Linked DNA regions of Mus musculus: region 1 is linked to region 2. The links are chromatin contacts, called in public HiChIP or PLAC-seq maps. All regions are on one chromosome and are shown on one strand. Each heading gives the region's core, a stretch centred on a gene start, on an enhancer-like site or on the middle of the called end of the contact. The rest is flanking DNA. Distances are from core to core; before and after follow the strand shown. Region 1 has its middle 32 kb from the start of Gm34672. Region 2 has its middle 3.7 kb from the start of Gm34058.

The links. HiChIP or PLAC-seq counts read pairs in DNA pulled down with a chosen protein or histone mark.
Region 1: a contact with region 2 is called in an H3K27ac HiChIP or PLAC-seq map of SST interneurons, with 6 times the contacts expected there. The contact joins two enhancer-like sites. A contact is called at or near these places in 1 of 115 datasets of contacts at active chromatin or transcription factors (SST interneurons) and 1 of 9 other capture datasets (embryonic stem cells).

Annotation. Positions count from the first base shown.
Region 1 is chr13:59,284,400-59,290,952 of GRCm38.p6, forward strand. No RefSeq gene overlaps it. Among named protein-coding and RNA genes, the nearest start is that of Gm34672, 32 kb to the left of the region's middle. Within about 2 kb of position 4,927, at least 10 of the 459 cell types and tissues checked have an H3K27ac peak or open chromatin away from gene starts, as enhancers often do. A contact at or near this core is called in SST interneurons, where this site is marked.
Region 2 is chr13:58,688,938-58,695,262 of GRCm38.p6, forward strand. No RefSeq gene overlaps it. Among named protein-coding and RNA genes, the nearest start is that of Gm34058, 3.7 kb to the left of the region's middle. Within about 2 kb of position 3,699, at least 6 of the 459 cell types and tissues checked have an H3K27ac peak or open chromatin away from gene starts, as enhancers often do. A contact at or near this core is called in SST interneurons, where this site is marked.

The DNA.
Region 1 (6,553 bases), core at 3,677-6,176, 600 kb after region 2:
CTTAAGGGCCATTTTCAACATCTTTGGTTTAGAGAATATCAGAACTGCAGTCACACATTTACAAAAGGAATTTCTGAAATATCAGTGGGCCAGGAGCTGACTGAACACAGGTCTTTGTGCTTTTGGTTGCATGGAGGAGTTGTCCTCATGCCCCTGAAGAATCATTGCTAGAGTATAAATCAAGATTCAAAGCCCTTCTGGGTCCATGTCACCTGTTGTTGGCCCTACAGGGTTTTAGCTGAATGAGAATTGCCTCCATTGGCTTAGTCACCAAGGAGCGACTATATTCAAAAGGATTAGAAGGATTAGGAAGTGTACTTTACTGGATAGGTGTGGCCTTCCTTGTTAGGGGAACTGTGCCAGTGGGAGTGACTTTGAGCTTTAAAATGCCCACATGAAGTCCAATGTCTGTCTGTCTGTCTGTCTGTTTCACTCAGCTACTTCTCTAAAGCCATGCTTCCCACCATGATGATCTTGGAAGTAGTCACTAAGCCAATGGAGGCAATTCTCATTCAAACCACCACAACACTCAACCACAGAAAATGAAAATTAAAAAAAAAAAAAAACAACTAAGCATAAAATCAAAATTGTTCTGCACTGGGCATCTGATAACACACACACACACACACACAAAATACTTTGTTCATAGAATTAAAGGGCAGAAACCCTCAATTCCTGGGCACTTAACTCTCAGTAAAACCTACTATTCTATTCTGTCACTAGAAATGCCAGTGACCTTACACAGAAGAAGAGCATCAGACAGAACAAGCCAGAAAGGTCCTCCTGTAGGACCAACGACAGGTGACATGGACCCAGAAGGGCTTTGAATCTTGATTTATACTCTAGCAATGATTCTTCAGGGGCATGAGGACAACTCCTCCATGCAACCAAAAGCACAAAGACCTGTGTTCAGTCAGCTCCTGGCCCACTGATATTTCAGAAATTCCTTTTGTAAATGTGTGACTGCAGTTCTGATATTCTCTAAACCAAAGATGTTGAAAATGGCCCTTAAGTAACCAGCCGCACTGTAGGATGGTGGTTTTTCTTAACCTCCTGGCAATTGTCTCATGCTGGTCTGGCCTATGCACCTCCAAGGCCATCTCACAGTCTTTCAGAACAGTAATTTGTTTACTGACATCTCCCATTTTTTTCATGTTCCAGGAATAAGAACGGAGTATTGGGTGTGGGAGGTAAGGCCTTGTCCTGAGAGCCGGGGAGCCATCTGAAGGTCCTGACCTACGAGAAGCATGTCCTGGCCTGTAAACATGTCAGAATAACATTAGCCGTATATTTACAAAGCCTGCCCTGAGTGGGCCCATTATGCCCAGCCTAATGGAATTGCATTCCTCTAAGTGCTTTTTAAGTTGTGTAGACAGCACTGCCAATATCCCTGCAGGGAACTCGGATGCTTGCCGTAAATAGCGAGGCAGGCCTCCCAGGGCGATCCCAGGTTGCCTTGGGATCTACTGAAAGGAGGCTCTGGTCCTGTGCATCCTCGCTCACAATGCTGTCCATCTGATTGAGCCTCTGATACCCAAACTCATTCAGCTTTCCTAAAACTGAGAACAAAATTACACGCCATCCTCCGAGTGACTCTCGTGGACCCCATGCCAAGATCCCTTGTCCCGCCCTGTCCCAGCCCTGCATGTCCTGTCTATTCCTTCAACATCTTACAAAAAGGAACAGAGTTAGAGATGTAAACAAAAATGCCAAACGTTCAAGGCCCAGCAATGTCACTGCACAACGGAGAAAACCCAGCTGTGAGGAATTGGGCAGGCCACCAAGTAACGGTTCACACGGTGAGGCAGAACCAGCAATGGGTGGGATGTAAACCATGCTGGTCTGTTGTATGGGGCTGCACTCCTTCCTCTGGTGCGCAGTAGGCCAACAGAACTCAAGGCTCATTAGGACCATGCTATCCTCACCTAGTTTAAGAGGACTCGGTTGAAGACTCCTACTTTAGGCCGCCATCTTCCACTCCCCTGAGGGAACTCCCACCTCACCTCACTGAAGAAGAACTATCTGAAGACATGACATTCAGCTGGTGTGCTATGGCCCAAATCAGCGACTTACGGAAGCATTCTAACCCATTAAAGATAAAAAATATCATTACCTTCTATTTGTTTTTCCTTAGCTGTTTCAATTTTTGAAAGTCGTTCATTTTGAACATTCTGTTTTGTAACAAGCCAATTATTCAACTGAAATCATCCACTTTCATTAAAACCAGCAGGGCTTCCAAGAAGTGATAATGGACTTAATTTTTCTCCTAAATATAAATTCATGTGTATGCATACATATGTATAGATTCATAATGTGATATTCATGCATAGTATTTACACGTCGTATATATGTGCACACACACACACACGCACACACTGGTCAACAATTTCAAACACAACAGTCTTTTAAGTTTAGGCACAAAAATGTTAATTAATATCCTAGCAGGGTTTAACCTGGAAATATTCCTAGCAAGTTTTTATTGATAGAATAGATTTGTATTTTGCTGAGCATACTCGTGAGTTAAAAATAATAATAATTCTAATTTATACAACTTGAACTTCTATTTAGCTCCTGAATTCTTAGCTATGACTTGTAATAGAGTGTTATAATATCATAAAGCTTCTATAGATGCCAGACAAAAATATGTATTAAAAACATTGGAAGGAGGAAAGATGGATGAGATTAAAAGTAATTAAGGAAAGGTTTCAGAGTTTCTTGAGAATCTCCAAAGTCTAAAGAAAAAATTCACAGCAAGAAACAGCCCAGTATACAATTAAATCAACCATGAGATTTGGTTTCATAATCAGATGTAAACTTAAAGAATAAGCACATGGGCATGCGCACACGCGCGCACACACACACACACACACACACACACACAGAGAGAGAGAGAATAACACACTTCCTCTGTACCTTCTCTCAGATTTATCTTATCTATCTCCTAGCCTATAGAAATATATGCATTCATATACATATGGATATATATCCAATGCTTTTTATTTTCTTTCCTTAAAGTTATACAAAAACACCGTTTCAATGTATTTTTAAAATTCAATAAAAGCCAAATTTCAAACTTTAGATGAACCTGGATCTAGGCCTCAGATCAGTGCTGGCATACACTGTTGCTGAACTTCAGGGGAAAGACAAAGACAGTTTATATCCAACCCACAACAAACCACACGTGTTTCCCTGGTGCCAATCCACAAGACACAACCCACCCCGATGCAACCAGAGAAGCCCTACTTATTAATGAATGCTTTTATCGATGTTTCCTCGTGCGGCAACTCAATCAAAAAGGCAGCATAAAAATAAATTAGCTGAGGATGTGAGGTCTTATTTTACAAATGATAGCACTCAAAAGGTTTAATGTCTGCCACGCAGACTAAGACCGCTGGGGTCTCCCTGCCCTGAGGGAGCAATTTCTGTCCATACAGGAGCTTGCTGATATAGTGAGGTATTTACTAGACCCTTCACGTTCCAACTCAGGATGTAAGACACATATCCACAAACCACACAGCAACGGAATCTACCCCATGGCATGCAGCAAACGCACTTATTTTAAGTAGTTACCATGGGGATCCATCAAGAGCATAACACCTGGTGCATCTACAGAATGCTGTGACCCAACACTATGAGCAGCTACACGAGCCATGTTGCCACACACACACTTTGACAGCTGTATACTGAACACTGCTGTGTCTTTGGCATCTGCCGGGGCCACGAACATCTTTTTGCCCACAGACAAGGGAAACCAGGAGTGTTAATCATGCAGGAGTATCTCCTTAAATGAGGAAGAACCTGTTTTCCACCCAGAACGCTAGGAGTGGATATTGTTAATGACCTGGAGACCTTTTGCTATTTGTAGAGGCAGACTTCACCCAAGCACTCCAGACTTTTCCATCCCAGACGTTCCCTCCCATGGCCTTTAGCTCTCAGGCAATAGAGCATATCTTTAGCAGGGGATGTCACATATAATCCACAGCCTGCTGACCTCTGTGCTGTCCCTGTCAGAGACCCCGCTAGAGTCTAAGCCTTTGAGCTCTAGAATACATCTTCATGTTCACATGTACTTTGTAAAGGGGTTTCTATGTAGCCATGCCTTAAGCTTTATTGTGCACCTGGAATTGGAATGAGTGTTGCCTGGAAACTTTTCCCCCAATTCTATTGTTTAAATATGCCGCCAATAAACTGCCAGGCATCGGACTCTTTAGATGTTTGATTCAGTTTGATGAAGTCAAGTCGAACCGAGTTTTCTTTTCTTTTCTTTTTTTTTTTTATTCCCTCAGTGACTTCTGCAGGGACCCTCTCAGGCATCTCTTTCCAAATGTACCTATTAGATCATACACACTGAGCCCTCAGAGGGTATCTAGGTGCAGATGCCAAAGGACCCTGTGAGACACACTCGATGGTTCTGAATGTTCAATGTCCCTCCCATAACTGGGCACACCTACCTCGGTACTTCCTCACCTAGAACTAAGGATCCAAACTGAGATGTACTAGATTTAAAAAAAAGAAAGCCTGACATTTGCTCTCTCTCTCTCTCTCTCTCTCTCTCTCTCTCTCAACCTCTTTCTGCCACTTCCTCCCACTAGGCAAATTGTTGTTCCTTCCTCTGGGGGTCCACAGAGGTTCCTGCCTCCTCTTCCGAAGATGTACTGAATTGCTAACTCCTTGTATTCATTTCATAAGTTTGCTATGCACCAGTGCTCAGCCCTTTAACACAAGGGCAGTAGGTTTAATAGCGTGAATAGACTCAGAAGACCACAAAAGACCACAGAAGACTAAACTGGGCAAAAGAACAGAGTCCCAAAGGAAGACTACACGCACACGCACATCTTTGATGCCACGGATGTGGGGTGAGTGGTTAACCAGTCTGGAAGATGTGGGCTCAGTGTCTCCCCAGAACAGGCTGCCAACCTAGAACACCAGTGCCCTCCCATGGACAAGCTGCAAAGACCGGTAAAGCACAGCCCTCAGCCCTGAGGCTCATCACCCCACCCTGAAGTGAGGATGTCACGGTGTCTTCCCCACCTGCAGAAAGATCTGCTCCTGCTTCGCTCTTCACTCCTGACACCGCGGAGGACCGCTTCTTCCAGCTGCTTCCAGCCCGGTCAAGCATAAATCTCAGTACAACTCGAGTCATGAACGGAAGTATCATTTACCGATTAGTAAGACTCATTTCCTGGGGCTGAGGAGACGGCTCTCGGTGGGAAAGTGTTTGCTTAACAAAAGCATGAGGACCAGAGTTCAAATCTCCCCACACCCTTAAAGCCAAGTGTTAACAGCACTTGCCTGTCACCTCAAGGTGCCAGACTAAACTCAATGTCAAGATTTGGGTTCAGTGCGGAAACCCTGTCTCAAAAACTAAGGTGGAGAGCTATAGAGTACGCTGCATGAGACCAGCCTCACAATACTGGGCATGGTTCAGAGCAGTGTGTTGGGGAGAGGGGTGTAAGCCTGAAAGACAAACTTAAGTTACTAGACTCATGCACATTATGTTAACTAATGCTCTGGATAACTCTGAATACATGGGTGACAGTGTGTTCTGATATGTTACATTCAAAAGATCGGCTCCTTCACTCTGCTTGTAGCGCAATGGCTACAGCAGAGGGAAGCCTTCATTAAGGGGCTCCCTGTCTCCTAGTGCCTGTCACACAGGGGCACGAATTTGAGAGACTGGGAGCCAGGCTGCCTTTCCAGACCTTGAGATCAATCTGATTGTTAAGCCACTTTCTTTGCGTTCTGACAATCTAAGGTAAGTCTTGATCCTTAATGAACAAAAGAGGAAGCATTCAAGAACCCTCGTGTTTCTCTTTACCTGTGAAAGGCTCGTCTTCATGGTGTAAGTACAAACAGCGTCACTCCTTGCATCCAAGCTTAGCTTAGTTCCCAGCCCTGGTACAGCACAGAAACCCATCCCAGCAATACAGCAGCTAACATCTTTCCTATGATCTTTTAAAGCAGGACCAAGGGAAGCCAGTGCAGCCCAGAAATGAAGTAGGTGAAGTTGTGGTGGTCAAAGCCGGCCATGCTAGTCACACGTCATTGTTAACACTGTCTTTGGTGTCTTCACTCTTACAGGGCCTGGTAGAAGAAGCCCCTAGTGGAGGCCAGAATGTTTAACTTCAGGATTAGAGAGGCCCTGGGAGAAAGCCCCTCCACACAGCTTGGAGGGTGAGCTTTATGTCCTATGAAGACTAACACCAAGAGAATTCTGTGAACTGCCGATTCTCATCCATGTGCTCTCTGTTCCACACAGAGCACACACTTGGAATGGTCCCCATAGGGAAAACAGACCAGTTAGGAGCTGAAAAGTAGCCAGGTTCCTGTTGAAGATCTGTAATCCCAGTTGTTTAGAAGGCTGAGGCAGAAGGATCCTAAGTTCAAGGCTGGCCTAGGCAGATCAGTAAAACCCACTCTCAAAGAAAGAAGTAAAGGCGGGGCCGGGCCAGGCATTGTCACAGCCAACTGTTTTTGATGCTTGATAGCAAGAGAGAAAGAAAGAAAGAAAGAAAGAAAGAAAGAAAGAAAGAAAGAAAGAAAGAAAGAAAGA
Region 2 (6,325 bases), core at 2,449-4,948:
CTCCCAAATTCTAGGATGGCAACCATGGGCCACCACAGCAGACTCACTCTGTGGAGTTTCTAGATTTCTAGAGGCCTTGCCTCTGTGAATCACTACTCCCTTCAGCCTCTAACTTTGACCAAGGCCACCTCACTAGGTTTAGATCAGAATGGCTGTTATTAACAGTCTTTGTGGCTTATTTTGGTGAATTTATCTAGAGACTGGGATGAGAACAGGATAGGATCGGAAGAGGAAGAACGTGAGATCTGAGGCAGACAGACAAAGACTTAAATTCGGCTTCCCTTGCTTACCCTGAACAATTTCCGTTTGTTTCTGAATGAGGAGAATCGTATCGACTCCTAGGGATTGGCAGAGTGAAATGAAGTGTTTATACACCCCCAGGCACAAAGCAGACACCAGCAACATTAATGTCTTTGCCCATTTTTTTTCTTAAACCATTGCTTACCCCATTTCGTTATCAAGGTTTCATTTTCCATCCCTGTAGCAGTTGTAGAGTCCTACTTCCTTTCTCTCCCAGACTGTAGCTGTGGTCCACGGCCCTATGCAGTCACATGGTTACAGTGTAACTGGAGCAGGCACAAGCAATTGGGGAGAGACTTTAAGTGGTGTTGAAGAACCCATTAATCTCAGGTGGATGCTTCTGTACAAAAGAAATCTTTACTTCTGAAAACATAGAGGGAGACACCAGCCAACGCCACAGCTCACGTGTTTGCATTGACAGAGCAAACACTACCCCTTGAGGCTACAGCCACCAAGGGTGGGAGAAGGCACAGAATTGGCAGGGTATGCAGCCACTCCTGCAAGGGTCACATGGCTCTGGTCACCGTCCGATGGCATCTCTGCACAGGCTCCATTCTGAGACCTGATGCCCACACTAGAAGGGATTTGTGGGCACTCTGGGCAGAACCAGGTCATTAGGGATGACCTGGAGGACATTGGACATTCAAGGAAGAAGGATGCCCTCAAGGGGAGAAATTGGTTCTTATGGATCAAAAAGGTTCTTTTGTTTTTACGGTTAAGTCATAATACATATTTAAAAGACATGTACTGACATTCCATTAACATGGAGGTATTAAGGAAAAATATCCCTGGGATGCATATTCTTGGTTCTCAACTTGACTATGTCTGGAGTTAGCTAAAACCCAAGCTCCTGGGTGCATTTGTGAGAGATTTTTCTTGAAAGAATTATTTGAGGTGGGAAGACCCATTTAAATCTTGGCCATACCTTCCACTGGCAGCGTTTCTAGAGGGCACGGAAGAAGAAGCTTGCTTGGTCTCTCTCTCACTGCCAAGTCCATTCCTTCACTGGCTTAGAGCTTACTTCTCCAGGAAGACCAGCTCAAACATCCAGCTTTGTGGACTGAACAACTACTTGATTCTTGGACCTTCTGTTGGTAGTCTTCCATTGCTGAACTAGCAGGACCACAGCCTGTAAGTCACTTTAATAAATCACACACACACACACACACACACACACACACACACACACACGCACGCACGCACGCACGCATGCACACACGCACACACGCACGCACACGCAAACATGTTCTATCAGTCTGCTTCTCTAGAGAATCCTGGCTAAGAAAATGCCTGAATGAGGTTCCCTTGAAAGTAATTGGAACAAAATACTGGAGCACACTGGTCTAAGGCAGTGGTCCACAGTTAGAGAAGTTAGCTTAGAGCTAACTCTCCTTAGAGTTAGCTTAGTTATCTAGTTACATTTCCTTGCTCAACATCTTTTTTTTGTTTGTTTGTTTTCGAGACAGGGTTTCTCTGTGTAGCCCTGGCTGTCCTGGAGCTCACTTTGTAGACCAGGCTGGCCTTGAACTCAGAAATCCGTCTGCCTCTGCCTCTCGACTGCTGGGATTAAAGGCGTGCGCCACCACTTGGGCTTTTACTTCAAGGCCAACAGAGTAAGATTCTTTAGGTCTGGACTTAGCTACTTTTATTTTTATGAAATGCAGACACAGGTTTGGACATAATGTGGCAGTTTCCCCCTGCTCTGGTTGCAGGCCTGCCTCTGATATTTATGCAATACTGTTGCAGGACATGACGATCGTAGCTTGCCACTCTTCAGACAGACACTCTCCACTGGCTGATGATGGATTAGTGAGATGAGCTGTCTTTTCTTGAGACTTCTGCACCTGCTCTGTTACTCCACAGATATTTATTTTTAATTGTGGTTTTATAATTTTGCCAATTTATGGCCACCAGAATGAAGCATTTGAAGCTATTAAGTAGCTAATAGCTCTGACAGTTTCGTAGCTTTGTCATGGGGGTGATGAATGTAGAGGACACCTGACTCCTCAACCAGTGTCAACTTCTCACATTTAAAATGGTGGATTAGACAATTTAGTGTCTTTGACAGTGTAATAGATTCTGTTTAATAGGTAACGTCTAAACTTGGACCTAATTCACCTCATTTAGTTAATGTAATTTTCCCCAGAAGGGGTGTTAGGAGTAAATCTCTCTGACATGTGCGGATCTGTGTGAGCCGATAACCCTCTGGAAACTGCAGAAGAATCGCTCACATTCCCTCCGTGCACAGACAGAGTAGTAAACACGATGTGAAGTCAGGGTATTTCAACTGTTTAGCTTTCTTTGCCTTAAAACAGTGCTCTCAGCACACACAGAGAGACACAAACTGGACCCACAGTGTAATAGGAAGCATTATTATCCTGCAATGGCTGGATGTTTACGTGGCTTTATAAATATGCTTTGATTTCTCCCTTCCACTATTGTGACATGGGTCAGATTTTTTTCCTTGCCCTTTCTTTTCAAACTACATCTAGGAAAGACAGAAAAGTTGGACAAAGAAGAGGGTGGCTGGCTTCTCATGAGCTCAGCATACTCCTCTGTGGGACTGCAGCAGCAGCCAAGTACAGCCACCCTGGCATTTGATACCAGCTCTACACGTCCCAGTTATTTGCTCCGCTCATTTACTTTCCCAATGTACATTTACCCGAGTCCCACGTTTCAGGAATTGCGAGGTAGATTCATAATGTTTATTGAACCCATGGGTTCCACAATGGCTTGCAATGGTTATAAATCCAGTGGACACAACCTTTATTCCTCACATGGGAGTGAAGTATTCCGTTGTATTCCTGGGGAGATGTGAACAACACTAGCCACAGAAAACGCACTGGTGGCAGATCAAAGAAATCATTCCACCCTAGCTGAGATGATTGAGCTAATGAGTTTATAATTGGCTGATTTAAGGCTTATGAGTGAGGGGTTACTAACAAGTATGGGTGACTTGGGAGGAGGTGGACCCACCAAAAAGCATCATTTCACCTTGGGCGACAGCCTCATGAAAAGTATATGGTTGAAGTCTGTCCTCAATGAGTTTTCTGAGTCACACACTCTACTCGCCCTGCAAGACTGTGTGTAGCTGAGAAGCAAGTGGAAGGTTGGGATGTCTGGTTAGGCTCCCATGGCTCTCCCCTCTCTTTCTCTGACGGAAAGTAGGAATAGTCCTGTTACCATGACCATAAACCATGAACATTCCCTGAATTGTTCTGCTTATTTCATTGCCATGACTACGGAGTCAAGGTTATTCTGCAGGTCACAATTGCAGCCTCTGTTTCATGATGGCAATGGCCATGTCAGGCCCAGAGGAAATCACTCACTGCAAGCAGAAATGGGGAATGAATGAGCCAGCAGGTGCTCAATAATGACAGCTATTTCTGAATTCTTTAGCAGGAACCACTTAGCGCCATATGGATAAATGGTTCTCCCAATATAGCAGTTGATGGTCCTTTCTACTCCTGGGTTGCAAGAGAGAGAATGATGGTAGTTTAGGGAATATAAAGTTGAAGTTATCTTCTGGGCCTTCAAAACTAAAGCTGCTTTATCTGTCACATTCTGTAAGCTTCCCAGGGCGCCGTGAATGCTGCACATAAAGAGGCATTTAAATCTCTGCTGATGAACCAGTTTATTCTTTCAGCATTAGGGACCCAAAAATGAAGCACAATGTGTCTAGACAAATTCCCGCTAAATGAACTAAATGTGATACAGGGTCCTGGCTCACATTTGTACTGAGAGAGACAAAGTTAACAGAGGATGAGAATGCAAAAGACATTGAGTGAGTGACAGGAGGCAAGACTGGATCGGCAGGGTGGAGCCTTGGTCTGCAGTGACATGGGAAGGATCACTGAAGAGCATTCAGTGTGTGAACATCCTAACTAGAAATCTCTCTATGGTCCACAGCTTCTCAGCACATAGTAAGGCTTCTACCAATGATGGCCACATATACTCCATTGGTCCTATAAGATTCTAATGCTGACCATTAAGATGGCTCGCAGGTAAAGGCACTTGAATGCAAGTCTGATGACTGGAATTCAATCCCTGAGGCCTACATGGTGGAAGGAGAGATGAGACTGCTGCAGGTCATCCTCTGACTTCCATGAGGACCCTAGCGGGCAACCTCAACAAACCTCCCAACAAATAAATGTAATTTAAAGACAGATTTTAATGGAGCTGAGAAATTTTCAGCTGGTTACATCACAGCTTCTTAGTACACCACTGCCTTTGCCTGTCGTGATGCTTATGGGAGCCAACCTATTGTGCTTCCTGTTGTATGGATGTGTAGATCTTAGAGCTGTGTGCAGTACCCAAATACTCACCAATGCAGTACACAACTATACCACACTTCATTGCTGGTGAGAGTGCCCTCCTCCTTACACCAAAAGGGCGCTGTGCTGCCTAGCAGTAGCTGGAAACATCTTGCATGCATGTATGACTGCATCAGGAGTCTGCACGGAGAGACTGACCCACCTCAGCTAGTGAATGCATACCCATTAGATGATGCTGTGTAATACTGCACTTCTCAGGACACATCCCATCCCATTGTACTGGAGCTTAGCAGAGGGCTTCAGTGGGCTGGGTAAGGTTAATCAACAGTGGGGTTGAGAAATCAAGGAGAAAATCTCAACGAATAGGGAAACAATGGGTTCACAGAAAAGCAGAGGTGGGCAATGTTGGAGATCTAAGGAAGGGAAAAATTAGGAGTTGGCAAGTGATTGTTTATGGGGCTCAGGGTGAGGTTAACTCCTGGCTTTCATGTCTCTCTCGTTAGCTGTCACGTAGATAACACACCTGTTCTACCAACTGGGAGATTCAACAAGGTATGGGAGATTCTGAGAGAAAGATGATGAACAGGGCTCAATATATCTTTGGGTCCTTGAGCATCCTGTGGATATGCATGGGAGATGAAGACACTGAGTCAGGTGTTAAAAAAGAAGGGACACAGCTTAGATAAAGAACTCCAGTGAACAGTGTGCATAAGGGATGGACAAAGTAGGCAGAGGCAGAAATGGATCATGAAGGCTGCTTTTCCTCTGGAGAAGTTTTGGTGATTGTTACTCAGAAACCCAGGGGGTCACCTTTAACATCACTATCCCATCTAACATACCATCAAAACCAAATCTTGTCAAACATGCCTCCTAAGTTATTTTCTAGCTATTCTTCTCTTCCATCCCTCTGACAACATTAGTTCATGATATATAATTTAGTAGATTGGGGGCAGGGACAAAGATTTGCACATTTCTAATGTGTAGAAAATTCCCCAACAATTTCTAATTAGGAGAGGCTAGGAGTGGTCCCAAACCCCAGTGGTCAACATGATAAAGCTATTGGATTCGGTCATTAGCAAGTGTTAACCACATTCCCTCTAACTGGTTTAGTGGTTTCTGTTATCGATGTTGAATTATTTGCTCAGCTGGCCTTTTAGGCTTGCCAGCTGGACAGACAGATCTATTTAGTCCATCCCTGGGGTAGTGAAATTGTCTCCAATTCCGATTCAGGGTGGGGGGTGATTTACAAAAGTAAGACACTTTTCTTTTAACGGGCTGCACATTAAAAGAAGGCATCTGGTGGCTATTTTTAAAACACCAACATCTTCAGAGTCGTATTCTGAGAAGTCACATGCATTATACATGTTTATGCTAAGTGAAACTGAGATCTCAGTGCACAGCATTGAGCTGGCTACTTGAAATCCCACAGGGAATGATTTGGGTAGGAAAACAGCCGTTTGCATGAACTCGACTGGATTCCCATCTGCTGGAGTAGACTGGTTTAAATGCTGACCCTGAAGAGAACCAGAGCTTTGAAGTCAAGCAACTCAGGGCATTTACATGGGTCAAAGACATCGTCTTTTCCTAGGTCAGTGGTTGTTAGTCTTGACTTCGAATTAGACTCACTTGGACAGCTTTCAGAACACACTGATACCTGAGTCTCATCCGAGACCCACTGAGTCAAAATCTCAGGAATGCAGCCCAATCCTCCTCATGCTCAAAGAATTCCCAACTGATTCTAGAGTTCAGCT